2 separate regions of the Sus scrofa genome follow, and region 1 is linked to region 2. The links are chromatin contacts, called in public Hi-C maps. All regions are on one chromosome and are shown on one strand. The core of a region is the stretch at or near the end of the contact, and the rest is flanking DNA. Distances in the headings are between cores, read along the strand shown.

Evidence for each region. Hi-C and Micro-C count contacts between places; a contact is called where the count stands out from the background.
Region 1: a contact with region 2 is called in a Hi-C map of embryonic fibroblasts, with 2.4 times the contacts expected there. The contact joins two enhancer-like sites. A contact is called at or near these places in 2 of 47 Hi-C or Micro-C datasets (embryonic fibroblasts and liver).

The regions. Positions count from the first base shown.
Region 1 is chr7:83,632,728-83,637,850 of Sscrofa11.1, forward strand. No RefSeq gene overlaps it. Among named protein-coding and RNA genes, the nearest start is that of NR2F2, 550 kb to the left of the region's middle. Within about 2 kb of position 1,639, at least 3 of the 83 cell types and tissues checked have an H3K27ac peak or open chromatin away from gene starts, as enhancers often do. A contact at or near this core is called in embryonic fibroblasts, where this site is marked.
Region 2 is chr7:83,359,075-83,364,039 of Sscrofa11.1, forward strand. No RefSeq gene overlaps it. Among named protein-coding and RNA genes, the nearest start is that of NR2F2, 270 kb to the left of the region's middle. Within about 2 kb of position 1,392, at least 12 of the 83 cell types and tissues checked have an H3K27ac peak or open chromatin away from gene starts, as enhancers often do. A contact at or near this core is called in embryonic fibroblasts, where this site is marked.

The DNA.
Region 1 (5,123 bases), core at 389-2,888, 270 kb after region 2:
AATTTATCTTAAGAACTTTTATAAAACTCCTGCAAGTCAACTGTAAAGAGACAAAGAACCCAACTGAAAATGGACAAAGGATTTTCAGAAACACTTCACCAAAGAGGATATGTAAATGACTAATAAATACATGATAAGATACTCAGTATATATAATCATCAGACATGCTTAAATTTAAACACAATGAGATATTTTATACTCACTAGAGTGGTTAAAGTAAAAAAAAAAACAAGAGTTTTGAATTTATATATATATATATATAATTTATTTATTGTGACAAATAACCATGTCTTAATCAAAGGGAGATACCAAATAGCTTATTAGGAAAACTGCTGTGAGTTGTGCTTTGTACAGCTCGGGTCATAGAGTAATTTAAACTTTCCAATGCCAAGTACCTGGGAGGTACTTGAAGCCACAGGAGTCCCCAAAACCATCCGTCTTAAGATACAGCAAGTGTGACATTAATCAGTCATATATTTATGCAACATCTAGGATTTTGGTCTAACTGTATATAACACACACACATAACTAGATAGATATATAGATACATATATAGATAGATAGGTAGACACACGCAACTGTTATATATAATAGTGCCTGTGTGTATTTATATCTACATACATATATATATGCTATGTGTGTACATATGTTTGCAAATATGTATATTTAGGCAAGATAAGTCCTTAGTTGTTGGCTATGATGGGTGAGAGGGGACAGATATTTGTTAAATACTTTAATATAACTTAATTTCAAAATTTTTGAAGTTAGTAATACTGTCCAATTTTATGGATCAGAAAACAGAGTCATACATGGTTAAACAGTAGCATAAAATATGTCATTTTTCCTTTATTTATTACTTTTATTATTCACTTTTATAGAAATAAAAAAGGCTAGCAAATGATGAATCTATGGTTTTAATTCAGTTCTAGGTCTAAAATGTGTGTTAGCTTGACCATTGTACTTTCCTGCCTCTTGTTGGATGGTTCAAAAATGAATCATGGGGAAAGAATTGAAACCCAGAAGAAGAAAAACTTATGTTTAGGGTTGCTCTCAGGACCTTACTGGGACTCAAGTTAGAAATCAACAAACCTGAGTCATAAATTCAAGAAAGCATTGATCATACACATACTATTTGAGTTGCTTTTGTTTTTAAGTACATTTTGGCATATATTTTTCTTGTTAATCTCCACATATCTCAGTGATGCAGGAGCCAGAGGAAGATAGCGAAAATTTATAGCAAGTAAAAGTTGGCAAATGGAAGTTAAAATATACAGTACTCATTATCACTAATTTTAAAATGTATAAAATGTCATTGGTATTTTCTTTATTTCATGTGCTGCTTTTATGATTCTCTTTTACAGGACATAAAAATATTTTAAAGGCTTTCGGTTATAGGTTCATTTGCAACCTCTGTCCCTTAAATCTATTTCCTTTTTCCTCACGAGTTATTAATTTCTCCATTAGGACAGATCCTCCACAGGCACTGGGATCAGTTGTGTGGAGACCATCTGGAGTAGCAGTACTGATCCACACCCCTGGAAGACCCCTGCCGCAGAGACTGCCATTGACGAGAGCCAGGGACACCACTGCGGTGCTGCTCACACCGTAGGCCTCCTTGGCTCTGCCTCCCCACCCTCACTTCATCAGCTATGAATCACACAGGATGGAAAAGAGGAGAGAAGGCAGACAGAAGGCAGGGCTGGCCTCCTTTGGGAAAACCACAGAATCAAAACATCCCAGAATGTATTGCGGGGAAAGGAATGGGAAAACTTTAAGAAATCTTTCGTTTGTCCTTTTTCCTTGTCATATGCAGCCAGATTCGTCTTCTCCCATTAGGAAAGTTGCTGATTGTGGCCTCTAGAGAAGTTTGGGAATGGAGCACAGGCAACCAGGAGAGCACTAAACAATGGATGAGTCTCTCTATGGAAGAGGTGTGGCCCAGGGAACACAAACTCCATTTACTCATATTCGAGTAGGTAAAAGTGCAGTTTTAGCAACATGGTGATGGGTCCAATATAATTTCCGGGGGTCAAGATGAAGTGCCCTCTAAATGTTCTATTATCTCATTGGCCTCCTGCACCACAATTACTATGATTACATGTCTGCAGATGGTGATTTTGGTCTGAACCAACATTATCAATAAATATAGATGCTTCACATACACTGTATTTTAATCTGACTTACATCAGAAAGGGAGAAAACCACTCCTGAAAAGCCAGTGCTTGGAAAATCCCTGGTAAAAATTTTTCCACGAAAAGATGTGAGCATGGCTCAGGTTTGTCAGAAAGGAGCAACTGACAAAAACACTTCTCTATTATTCAGCAAGCCTTAAAAGATTTGCTTACCGTTTTTGTCGGTTGTAAGAGCCAATTTGTAAAAATTCCTCTAGGAAAAAGAATCTTACCTGATGAAGACCCTCCTGATGGCTTCTCAGAAGTTCGAAAGCCGTATTTCACATAATGCTGGGATCTTGAGTCTGGTGAAGGAAGCAGGAGAAGGTAGGGAAGACAGAAACCTTGACTCTAAAATAAAGAGGTGATTCTTAGGTCAGCAGCATGTGCTCTTGGCCGTGTGTGGGTAGGAAAGGTACAGATTTAGTGAAGATGAAATACTAGAAACAACACTAGGCAGAGTTCCCATTACTTAGAGGGAAGGGATGACAAGAAAACTATTGAGTTTGCAACCCCATTGTACTTTTAGATCTGAAGGAGCCAGACAGATACCTGTTACATTAATCGTATGGACCAGAATTTTTCTTCTACCAGCACTAAAAACATAATGAACATAATGGTCAGATGGTAACTATTCATGTTTTTATTTAAGAAAGGGGTGTGTGAGTGTGCATTTTATGTGCTAACACTAGGAAGGAAGAGGTAAGGGTGGGGAGAAGTTTTAATTTTGGGGTGATGTTGCGGTCACAGATATTTGTGCAACGTATGTAATAGAATATATGGCCTACATCTGTTATAAACTGGTGGAGATATTTTCTAGCTGCCTCTGATCAGTTGTTACTGATTTGCTGGTGATGTAAAGCTAAGAAATAGCCTCATTGTTTAAAAACTTACTACAAAAGAAGGATCATTCATGGTAAAGATGAGAGGCAGAGACAAAATAACTCCTCTGTAATGCAGATTTGTTAATAGTCATTCACCGATTTTCAGTAAAATACTCTTCACATAACCTTGACTTTATTAAGGAGTCCTTAAGGTGCATTTGGAAGACAGATAATGAGTTTGGGGAATAGCCTTATCTACATCAAGCTAATCTTTAACAGCTTGGAAAGGAACTAGCATAAAGTTTTCCAATTTGAGTGACAGAAGCATGTTAAGATGAAACCATTTAAAATGTCCTTTTAATATGAAGACTTTACGGTACATGACAATGTTTTTATAAGCATGCTTCATGGAGCACTGGGAGCATAAAATAAATAAGAAATACATAAAAAAAGACGGAGCTTTAATACTGTTCTTGAGGGTCAAATGAATTGCTAGTTAAGGGAATAAAGAATTCGACTGTCCGAGGCCTCTGAGTGGCACTTTGTATCTGGGTTAATAAAAGCAAGTCAGATGTCCCCGGGGGGGAAAAAGTGTTTCTTTCACATTGGCTGTCTCCTTTAAAGGGAGGGACAATCTGAAGGGAGGGATTTTGAGTGGCATGTCATTGTCGACACTGCACATGCCACATTGTCAGGACTTCTATGGAGAGAAATCGGCAGGAACCTTTCTGACCCTTGGCTAGTGCAGGGCTCTGTGTGTGGGGGTGTGCATAAGAGAGCTGAGAGCCAAAAGCAAGAGGGATGAAAAGAAAACTAATTGAGAAGTATCTTTCTAATGAGACAGCTCATATTTACCCATGTGTAGACTCCCAAGTTCAGATTTTTTTCTCCTTTAGTGAAAATGTGAGTTCCCTTCTTTAGCATAAGAGTAGCCATGTCAGGAGAAGCGGATTTCTCTCCAGCTTCTATGCACCAGTTACATCACAATCCAAGCTGAAATAGGCTACAGTTTTCAAAGCTTTAAACATATTCATTAGCAAAGCTTTTCATTCACATGCGTTCTGATAACTGGATTGTAAGTCTTTTAGTTTGTTTGTTGATTGGTTTCCTTCTGCTTTTCCCCCACTTGCCTCTACATCTTAGGATCATACCTTTCCTCTGTGTGAATCCTTTTAAATTGAGAATTTCACCCAAAATATCTTCAACCCAAAGGTCATGGCACAGTTTCAAACCAGGAAATTTCAGCAGTTTGAGAATTCTCTTTCCCCAGCAACAAGGCACTCCTAAGACTTGTCCAAAAGGTTTAAATACTTTCTTGCTCTTTCAGTGTTTATCCAATATTTTTCCTAACTCTGGCATAAAATCATTTCTTTGTCTCAATAAAATGCAAGTGGATAATTGGTGGGCATTACTGAAAGCTGAAAACGAGCCATTACAGATTGCTCTGCAGTTCCTAAGGTGTGAATGGAACAGTGAGAAAAGCAGAAAGCAGTTGTCTTTCTCTCCTCAGAAAATTCAGTCCTGGGGTAAGAAAGCTGGGATTTAGTGATCTGATTTTTTTTTTTTTCCCCTTTAAGAAGCAAGTGATAATTCATCTGCAAACACACCTTTCTTTGCTCTGTTGTCAATAGAAAAGTTGTTTTGCTAATGGTTATCTGTCTACAAGTCCTTGACCTGCTTGTAAACACATTTCTACAGGAAAGCCCTGGGCCATGGCCTCAGGACTTTGCGTCAACAACAAGAGATAAAGTGACCACAACTTAACCTGATGTGGCCTGGAGTGCCCTCTGCTGCCCCTTAACCAAGAGCTTCCCTAATCTCTCTGCAGAAGGAGCAGTCCGCTCAGAGGGCTGGCCCTTTACATGGCTTGACCTGACCTGCTACATGGTTCCTGCCCCATCATATTTTTAGTAATTTTATATATCCCTGTCAGGAGCCATTTTAAACCATATTCCATTAATTGAGGCAGAAAGGAGTTCTATGGGCTGATAAAAGTTAGTTAGATATGCATCTCTATAATTCTGAAAAAAAAAAAATGGTACAAATGGTACAAAATGGTACAAAAATGAAAAAAGAAGGTCCTATTTGTTGATGGGTGTCACATTCATGCAGTGTAGGGCCACCTTCT
Region 2 (4,965 bases), core at 142-2,641:
AGGAGAAGTATGTGAATTCGCTCTATCTTTCCTCTTTGTTCAGGGTTAAAGTTGCAAACAACAGAATCCACTCTTGCTAGTTTAAGCAGAAAATGGATTTAATGAAGGAAATTAGTAGCTCACAGAATCATTGGGTAGAGGTGGCGGGTGGTGCAGAGAAACAGAGTTGAGGCTGTTTCCGGAAATATATCCCACCTCAGGCCACAAAACTGAAGCATGAGAAGACAGTTGTCATTGCTTCTGGATAAGCAGAAAACTCTCAGAATTTTTTTTGCAGCCACAGCTACTGCCCACACTGATGGATGCCAGCTCAACCTCAGGAACTCAACTCTGCAACCCTAATCTTGAGGCGTATGTTGTTATCCATTTCAAGAATATTGAAAGCTCCCCAAAGAGCCTTAACTAACTTCTCATTCAGGTGTGTCTCATGCAGGTGGCATCTTGGGAGATGCTAGAGAGCTTGAGAGTTTGAATTCTAGTCTCTGCATTTGATTTAGGGGTCGGGTGCAGGTTCTCCAGCTCTGCTGTCTAGCATACACATTTGCACAGCAGGAAGCTGTCTTCCCAATTCTATATATGAACTTGCCACCTAGCAAAGTGGTTGAATACATAGGTTTCAGAATCAGTCAGCCATGGATTCACACCCTGGCCCTGTCTGTTTCCCTTTGAGTGACTAGAAGCAAGTCTCCCTCTCTTTCTTTCTCATCTATGCTGTTGCTTCCTTATCTGTAAAATACATGTAATACCATGTACCTCAGAGGTATGTGACAGGAATTTAAACAGATATATGTGTGTGTGTGTGTATATGTATATATGTGTGTGTGTATATATATATATGTATATATATATATACATACACATATAAAACCCTTAGTATAGTTCTTTGTAATGGAGTCAGCATTTAATATATGGTGGTTCTCATTGCAACTGCTAGCAGTAAACCTGAAAGTATATGGTTTGAAAAAAAGAGTACTGATTATCAAAAGTCGTAACTTTCATCCTCCTCCTCCTCCTCCTCTAATCACAAACCAGCCTCCACTGAAGTTCAGCTTAACATTTACTATAACATATTTTGATTCATACTAGGGATTATATGGCAATAGCTGAACAATGGGGAAGTTTGAGGTCAGATGCTTCCCCAGCTGTTTCCAAAACAAACAGTTACAGGAAGCTCACTCTCCTCTGCATTAAAGCTCGGAGTGGGAAGGGGGATAAGGAGGGGGCTCTGTTACTCTAAGTTCCCTACAGGAGATGGAGAAGCAGATCAATATGTGGTTAAGTGTTTTAGCTACACTTTTATTATGTTTGACAGTGATGACAATGTAGTACGCACTGAATACAATGACTAATGCACACATTTCTCCCTCTCACACACACTGCTTCTATTTTTCGCTTGAACCTCCTCAGTGAAAGACAGTCATACAAAAAGCATGCAGAGTGGGAGTTCAGATTGGCCAGGGCCAAAATTACCCATGAATTCCAGATTTTCAGAGTTGCAGAGGGGGACCTAACTACTTGAGGCGGAAAGAACAAAAAAAGCTACATGTTCAGTAGTTAGTAGATCAACTGAGAAAAGTCTGCTTGGTCACACAGCTACATTTCTGCATTATCAAGCCAGGACTCTTTCCCATGATGTGAGCAGTCAGCATGAGTGAAGGAGTCAGAAAAAAATAAACAAGAACATCTAAATATACTGTAAATTTATGTAATACCAGGGTAAATTTTTAAACATTACCAGGGTAAATGCTTTTACTCAAGCAACTTTGCAAAATCATATTTAGATGCCACCCAGTTCTACCTCTTGGCCGGTACCCAGATGTTTCCACTTGGATTTGAGGCCCACCAGGCAGCATCCAGATGTTCTGAGGGGGCAGAGGAAGTTCTTTCATTTGTGGCAAATTTGAGAAGTGAAGATTCATTGACTCATGTAATATTAATCTTCCTACACAAGGAATTTGGAACCAAGCCGTTTGCCCACTTTCCCAGTCTTGTGTGGGGTCATTGACTTTGGGTGGGGCAGTGGGAAACTCGTTTGGCTGGGATTTCGTACAGATGGCCCCGGATTCCAAAATATCTACCACAGTTTCTGATTAGCCCTTCACAGCTCTTTGGTTCTTATGAAGACTATTTCATGGAGATGGAGGAAACTTCAGGTCTTCTGGAGGTGTTTCCTGTAATTCTGGTCCAAGTCACCATCACCACCATCATTTCATACTCCGTCTGCAACTCTCTCCTAAGGTTTGCTCTAGAATCCAGTCACTCTTTTAAAACCTTCCTATGGCTGCTCATCTCATTAGGACAGCAGATTTTTACAAAGTAAATCTTTTCAATATCTTCATAATCTTTTTCCTGGTTTCCATTTCATTTCTTCTTACTGCCCCCAGCTCTCCTGCATTGCTCACTCTTCTTTAATCATACTACTTCTCTGTTACTCAGCTATGTTTGCACACTCCTACCTGGACGAGTGAGTGGATGGGTGGGAATTCTTTGCCTCTGTTCCTTGTTTCCTTCGTCCAGAAAGTTTTTTTTTCCTGGATGTTCCCATGGCCTGGACACATTCCACCCAAGTCTCTGCCCAAATGGAAAAACCTTCATTTTTAGGGTCCCCCACTGGTCCCCGACTTACTTTTCTCCTCACCATTTCCTATCACCAGCTGACATAACACACAGTTATTTGCTTAATTGATCCTGTCTGTCTTTCTCTATCAGAATCTAAACTCTGAGAGGACAAAGTTTGTGTCTGTTTTATCTCTTGCTGTATATCCAGAGCTGAGAACTTACTTCACACAAACTGGGCACTCACTGAACAAACACTTATTGGGTGAATAAGCATAATTATGGTTATGCTTATGTTTTCATGCGGTTTGTGAAAGATTTGCTCCTACTTTATGGCCATTGATAGGATTCTTATATACTTACACTCACAATGCCTATTTTCCTGAAAAATTAGGTAAGGAATGGAGTAAACCAGCTATTTCCCAAGGTTTTCAGAGCAAGCATTAAATGATCAGAATGGGATCAAGGTCTTTCTATTTTTTTTGGCTGCTCCTTTGGAATAAATAACTCTAGGTCCTCATTAAAAAAATTGAATGGAGTTCCCTTCGTGGCACAGTGGTTAACGAATCTGACTAGGAACAATGAGGTTGTAGGTTTGATCCCTGGCCTTGCTCAGTGGGTTAAGGATCCATCATTGCCGTGAGCTGTGGTGTAGGTCGCAGACGCGGCTCAGATCCTGCATTGCTGTGGCTCTGGCGTAGGCTGGCGGCTACAGCTCCGATTGGACCCCTAGCCTGGGAACCTCCATATGCCATGGGAGCGGCCCTAGAAAAGGCAAAAAGACAAAAAAAAAAAAAAAAAAAAAATTGAATGGTAAGTCCTGGTAATGTAATGTACAGCACAATGACCATAGGTAATAATACTATATTGTACTTCTGAACGTTGCTAAGAAAAATTTACTCACAAGAAAAAAAAAGTATTTGTAACTATGTGTGTTGTTGGATATTAATGTGATCAAGTCACAATATACACAAATATGGAAACATTATGTTGTACACCTGAAACTAAGATAATGTTACATACCAGTAAAAGTAAATAATAGAAGCATCACATCTCTATTATCTAATGTGCTAATTTACCATACTGGGTTCAAGAGCTGAGCTCACAAAGAAGATGACAACATTGCTGTCCCTGCCCCAACTGCATTTATTTGCCTTCCGGATACTGGGTGACATCAGATGCACAGTCTTTGCCCCTGAAACTTCCCATTAAAATGTTATTTTTAACACACACACACACACACACACACATATTCTGACCTCATTTGAATGTTTAATTTAAAAATACAGGATGCCGGAGGATTAAGATGGAGGAATAGAAGGGCTGGAGCTCAACTTCTCTCCTAAAAACAACAAAATTCACAACTAAAAGCTGAGCAATCTCCACCCAAATGGACCAGAAACCTTAAAGAAGATACCCTAATCCAGAAGAAAAAGAGAAGGCCACATCAAGAGGTAGGAGGGGTGATTTCGTGATATAAACAACCCCATACCTCCTGGGTGGGAAGCTCCACAGACTGAAAACTAACTGGTTCACAGAGACTCACCTACAGGAGTGAGAGTTCGAGCCCCACATCAAACCCTCACATGTGGGGATCTGGCACTGGGAGAAAGAGCCCCTGAGCATCTGGCATTGAAGGCCAGTGGGGCTTGTGCACAGTAGCTCCACAGGACTGGGGGAAACGGAGACCCCATTCTTAAAAGGTGCACACGGACTTTCACGTGCACTGGGTCCCAGGGCAGAGTGAGGTCTCCACAGGAGCCGAGGTCAAACCTGACTGCAGTTCTTGGAGGACATCCTGGGAAAACAGGGGTGAACGTGGCTTGTTGTGAGGGAGGGACATTGAAGGCAAAATTCTCAGGAATATTCAGCAGCTGCCTTTCTCTGGAGGTGGCCATTTTGGGAAAATCTGGCTCTACCTGTCAGTCAGCCTGAGAAGCCCCAGGGCAAACAACAATCCAGGTAGGATCACAGCCCCGCCCCTCAGTAAACAGGCTACCTAAAGACGCTTCAGGCACACAGCTGCCTCTAATCCCATCCAGAGACTAAGCCCCACCCACCAGCGGGATTAGAATCAGCTCCACCTACCAGTGGGCAGGCATCAGCCCCTCCCATCAGGAAGCCTACAGCAAGCCCCCATACAGACTTCAGCCACAAGGGAGGCAGACACCAGAAGTAAGAGAGGTTACAACCCTATTATCTGTAAAAAGGTCACCATGCCAAAAACCTATAAAAATGAAAAGACAGAGAACTATAACTCAGATGAAGGAGAAAGAAAAACCCCAGAAAATCAGCGAAGCAATGAGGAGTTTCTTAGCCTCCAGGAAAAAGACTTTAGATTGTTGATACTGAAGATGATGCAAGACATTGGAAATAAACCGGAGGCAAAGATGGATAACTTACAGGAAA